2 separate regions of the Gossypium hirsutum genome follow, and region 1 is linked to region 2. The links are chromatin contacts, called in public Hi-C maps. All regions are on one chromosome and are shown on one strand. Each heading gives the region's core, a stretch centred on a gene start, on an enhancer-like site or on the middle of the called end of the contact. The rest is flanking DNA. Distances are from core to core; before and after follow the strand shown.

Evidence for each region. Hi-C and Micro-C count contacts between places; a contact is called where the count stands out from the background.
Region 1: a Hi-C map of leaf shows a contact between it and region 2, with 2.6 times the contacts expected there. The contact joins the promoter of LOC107888835 here to the promoter of LOC107888838 in region 2. A contact is called at or near these places in 11 of 34 Hi-C or Micro-C datasets (callus, fibers, hypocotyl and 2 more).

The regions. Positions count from the first base shown.
Region 1 is chrA09:31,478,227-31,481,010 of Gossypium_hirsutum_v2.1, forward strand. LOC107888835 (protein ESSENTIAL FOR POTEXVIRUS ACCUMULATION 1) reads left to right here and starts at 1,330. Exons shown (of 11, transcript XM_041077767.1): 1 at 1,330-1,670; 2 at 2,343-2,411; 3 at 2,503-2,597. The coding sequence starts at 1,595.
Region 2 is chrA09:31,334,609-31,337,606 of Gossypium_hirsutum_v2.1, forward strand. It overlaps LOC107888838 (membrane-anchored ubiquitin-fold protein 4), which reads left to right and starts at 1,625. Exons shown (of 3, transcript XM_016813080.2): 1 at 1,625-2,998.

The DNA.
Region 1 (2,784 bases), core at 80-2,579, 140 kb after region 2:
TTTTGGGAGAATTAATTCAAATATTAGAAATATCAAGTGAGTGGCATGTATAGGAAGTTGGTTTGTGATATGTATTATTATTATGACTTTGACCATACGTATCGGTCTGCATTGAGTCATCGTATATGATCATGAGATGTGGTCTTTATCCATTATGGTTTGTAAGTTTAATTAATCATGCCATGTCCTATGTTTTGATGTGATGATATAGTTAGCTTTGTTTATTATGCATGATTGGTAATACATCAGGTAAGTTAAATACAGGCCAGTCGATCATGAATTAAATGGACATGAGTAATATTACCTTGAATATGGATGTTTAATGGACAAATTGGTAACTACATTATGATGGTATAAGATGAGAATAAGATTTAACATGTCCAGTTCTAGTTAGTGTAAGAATGTATATTATATACAGGATGGTAAGCAAATATGTTTAAAGTGAATGACATGTTATTGCATGATTATGGATGTGTAAGTACTCATTTATGCCACATTATATGTCTTTAATTATGAGTCTATGCATGTGTTCGAAAAGTTTTGAATTAAATGAAATTTTATGGCCCGATTTTTGTCTATGTGTATGGTTAAGTCTGGTAATGCCTCGTACCCTGTTTTGGCCTTGGATATGGGTAAGGGGTGTTACAAGGCAAAAACTTCTAAAAGTAAAAGACTTATTAAACAATGGAAAACAAACATATAAAACTTAAAGACAACAAAAGTCCAAATTGACTTGTAAAATAAAAACAAATTAAAAAGCTGATAAAAAGAGGCACCCACTTTCCAAGATAAACTGTTTGAGGCCAATGGAGTTTCAACGACGACAAACACCGTAATCTATCCATAATAACTTGTAAAGATAATAAATATACCCACAAGCTAGATCTACAAACTGAAAATAGAAAAGATATATGGAGTGAATGGGGAGAATAAATAAAAATTGGTGGGAGAGAAAGAAAGGAGGTAGCCAACTTGGAAGTTGACACTTACCATGCTTGGACAAAACAAAATAGAAAAAGCAAATGACTTGGAGAAAAAATAAATCAAAATTTACATCCAAAGGAATTAAGCGAAAGTAATTCTAAAGATGAATTTAATTTTTTGATAATTATTTAAAAAACAATTTCTCCCGTAAAAAAACTATTGTAAATTAAATATTATGGATTAATTTACATAAAGATAAAAAGTAAGAGCACATTAGTGTGCAAATTAAAATATTAAGAACTTAAAAACACAAAAATTTACAAAAATTAAATAGCAAAATTAAGGGGCTATTTAGGAATTAACCCTCCCTTTATTATAAGCAAAACCCACAAACGGCAGTATACTATCTAAGAGATATTTATATAGTATTTTATTTAATTTTGAAGGTCCTTCTCTATCTCTGTCAAAGCTAAAAAATAACTAAGAGAAAATAGCTATTGTTAACCTAGCGATTCCTCTCTCACGCTCTCTGTGCAAAATCGTTCCTCTCTTCAGACCCTTTTCTCTCATCGACCCATTTGATCTCTCTCTCCCTCTGCCTTTACCTTTTTTTCAGAATCTTAAACGCCGCCGTATCTCCGCCGCGATCTCTGCTTTTTATATTCTCTCGATGGCTGACGGAAAATTAGATCTACCTGATGATCTCCTCTCCTCCAAAACCAGCTTCGACCACTCCTCTCTCAAAGGTATTCTACATTCTCTTTTCCCTTTCCTTTTTACGATCAAATATTTGTCTCATTGTTTCCTCTAATTTTATCTTATTGCATGCTGATTGTATTGCTTTCCATTTCAATTCAATCTCTTCGTTTTCCCCTATTATTCTATTCTTTTTTCTTCCGGAATATTTCATTTTTTGAAATTTACTAGTTTGGTTTAATTTATTAAATCTAGATTTTTCAGATTTCGTTCATGGTTTATTTATTTTTGCCCCTAAGATCTCGTTCGATTTTGTTGAAACCTTCTATTTCTTTTTGCTGTGTTGTTATAAGAGATTATAATTAGAAAAAAAAAGGAAGTGCACAATTGTTTCTATGTGAAATTATATTAAGCTTAAACCTTCGATTTAGATGCACCAGACAATGGATATTACTTTTATGAAAGAAGAAAAGATTACTTTAGTTGCTTATCTTAATTATTGCAAAATATAAACTGCAACGTTGAAGTTGATATGGTACTGTAGTATGTCTTCTTCTTATTATTTCGACAGATTGAATTCAATGAAAGGATCACCTATTTCAATTAGGAAAATTGGCAGTTCGTTCTCAAATAATTTGATACTTTAGGACTCCATAGAGACAGGCTGAGGTTATGATTTCTGCCAAATTAGCCTATGTATTAATGATCTCAGATATTGTTAGTTTTAGGTGAAGCGTGGGATGGGAACTTGGAGGACAAAGGACACGTGGGGTTACTTGAGGGCACCAAAGGTAATGCTATTTGTCGTATGTTGATGTTTTTGCATTTTAAAAGCCTAAGTTCTCTTTTATTGTAAAATCTTACCCTTTTTTTCCCTAGCAGATCAAGCAATTTCAGAGAGCAATATACCTTTGTCTCCACAGTGGCTTTACTCTAAACCATCTGATTCTAAGGTGTTAGCTACTGGAACATCTGGGGTATGGAACTCTATTTTCTTTTGTTAATATGGTACTTAGTTCATTTCCATATGAGGGTTTAATGTGTTGATCTCTAGTTTTATTTAGCTTTATGTAGCAAAAGTTTGGGTAAAAAGTATATCTGATCACGTAAAACTTAGTTAGACTAGCATCTATCACTGAATGCTGATCACAAATTTATATTTGA
Region 2 (2,998 bases), core at 375-2,874:
TCATGAAATTTAATCCTTATTTCAAGCCTAACCAAATTTTCATATAACATTTATAGTACTTATATTTCACAAAACTCAGAATTTTTCCATGGATTTTTCCACTTTTCAATGTAGTCCCTAAATCATGATTTCATAAAAATTCTCTTTGTAAAAGTTGTTTATCTATCAGTAACTTTTCATTTTCTACCATAAATTTCAAATTTTCAACATATTCATCCATCTTTACTTTGATAACTTTTTAAATTAGTCCTCAAAATAGATAGATTAAACTATCCCGATCTCAAAATTATAAAAATTACTAAAAACGGGACAGAAATACTTACCCAATTAAGCTTGATTAGTTTCTTCTCTCTCTCCTAGGGCTCCCATGAAATTTGGGGATGAATATGATAATAAAATAAGATGATATTTCTATTTAATTATTTATCATCTTTAATTATTTTGATTTCTAATTTAGTCCTTAGTCTTTTCTAATTTTTCCATGGATGAATCACCAAAAATATCTACTAACTTTTCTTTAATGGTCTAATTATCATATAAGGACCTCAAATTTTTAATTCCATAGCTATTTAATCCTTCTAGCTACTAGAACTCAACTTTTGCATTCTATGCAATTTGGTCCTTTCATTAATTAAACACATGATCGGTAAAATTTTCTTATCAGAATTTTCATATGACATTTCTATCATAATGCAGACCGTGCAATAATATTTAAAAAATTTTCTTTCTGGCTCGGATTTGTGGTCCCTAAACCACTGTTCCGATTTCACTAAAAATGAGCTGTTACAAAACCACTCAAAGATAGTGATTTTGTTAAACTCGATACTCTATTTTTAAAACTCAAAATGACGTGCTCCAAGTAACTGAAGGTTTAAATATATATATTTAATCTACGTTTTACAAAATGATGAACAAATTTTAGTTAAAGAGATTTTCTGCTGCGTCATTCTTTTTAAATATGATGTTTTATAATCAAAATCATGATACTCAAACTTTTCTAACAATAGATTATTTTCGACAAATTACTCTTAAAGAAGGGATGTAAGATTGATATTTTGATTCTTTTTCTTCAAGCGAAATAAAAGGACATTTTAAATACAATGATTTTTAAGAAAATATGAAAAAGAGTTTTCTTTGCCAATGACTTGGTCAATGTGATTCTCAAGATTCAGCCATAACATCTGAGCCGGGTTTAAGGGGTTACAAAAATAATCCAAGAAACATACTCATAGTAGGTCAATCCAATATGTTGTTCTGTATTGATTTTGACATTCCTATATCAATGACAACAGTTTGTCATCAATCAACTACACATTAGTCTCAATGCATTATTGTTTTCCAAACCCACAATAATACTTGACAAAATAACCTTTAACAATAATCATATTTTCTTAGGAATTTATTACAATTCAATTTATTTATATACATAGAAAAAAATTGAAATGATAATGACAATGCCTTATATTAATAAACAAGGTAAAATAAGTATGTAATTACAACCATCTCATGATTGGCCTTTGGGAATACTATAACATCTTTGTCCTTGATCTTAAAATGCACTATGAAATGGATGTTGGGTCATGGATGTTGAGGGTTAAGTAGAAAGAGTTTGATTGTTTCAAATTATTCTTGAGAGAAAAGAGAATAGATTGTTTGATATGATGTATATAGACTCTTGTTAAATATATTAAAAAATTGAGTGAATAAAAGTAAAACAAGTGAAATAAAAGCGTGGTTAATCTCAAAATCATTATGAGTGAACTTATTTTTATCGAGTGTGCACCATTCTAGACTTGCTGTAGCACTTGGGGGTGCCCTTGACATTCTCCCCTACTCAATCTAATGGTGCACTTGTTGCTAGGGGAATGCCGCACTTGGTCCCTCGATCGACATCTTCTATGTGAGTGACTCCTCAGGCCTTCAGGCCAAGTCTTCTATGCTCAATTTTTCTTGACCGTTACTGCACTTGGAGAAACCATCACTCTCAGTTCTTTTGCCTCCATGATGTTGGCGCTCTCTGCACTCTTTCCATTGCACTTTTGTATATGAGGGGTTGGACTTCTTTTCAAATCTACTTGCTTTCACATTCTCTCATGCTGCCCAATTGATCTTTGCCTTATGACACGACACCCAGCCTTAACACTTGCGGCTTCACATCGTGCTCATCCTTGAAAGCTCTAATGACGACCAACCTCCGCACTCAAGGCTCTGGATTGCTTCCACAACATTTGACTTTAAACTTTTCCAGTCTTCACGAGCACTAATAACTTAGCGTTCGTAAGGTTTTCTGTGACCCATCTCTCTCACGATTGCTTCGAGACTCCCTTTCTCTCGTTTGCTGGTCTAGTTATAATAAAAAGGGACACGCGTTTATGTTCGAAGCTTAAATTATGGTCAAAGGGACTTTCCTAGTCCTTGTATTTACCATGTTTTTTCAGCTTTTTTCTTTTCCAGTCACCAACCAAAATACGCCACGCCCTCTCTAATATCCATCCCTCCTAACTCACTATTTACGATACCTCCATGTCTCTCCCCTCTGCATTTGCAAATGGAAACATAAAAATAAACAACTCAAAGATTAAAAAAGAGAAAGCGTGAAGATCGGGTCTAATCTGGGTTCTCTTGAAAGTTTAACCAATTCTTTGAATCTTTTGTAGTCTCCCTCGTGTATATATATATCACCCTCAAGAGAAGAGAAAAGAGCTCCGCAATTCATTTCATCTTTTTTCTTTTTTGTAACAACTTTTTTTCGAAAGGTATATATATTTAAAGTCCTGTTGTAGTTTTAGTTGTCGGTTTAGGTTTTTTTTTTTCTTTCTAAAATTTCAATCTCTTTTTATCGTTTCATGTATGTAATTACAACGAAAAATACCCCAAGAGTTAGGGTGGAGTGAGGTGTGATTTTGGAATCTGTTACTTTTTCTTTCATTTTCTAGGGAAACCCAAACAGAGAATAAAAATAAATTGTATGTAGTGGTGAACTTGAGAGGTTTTTTTT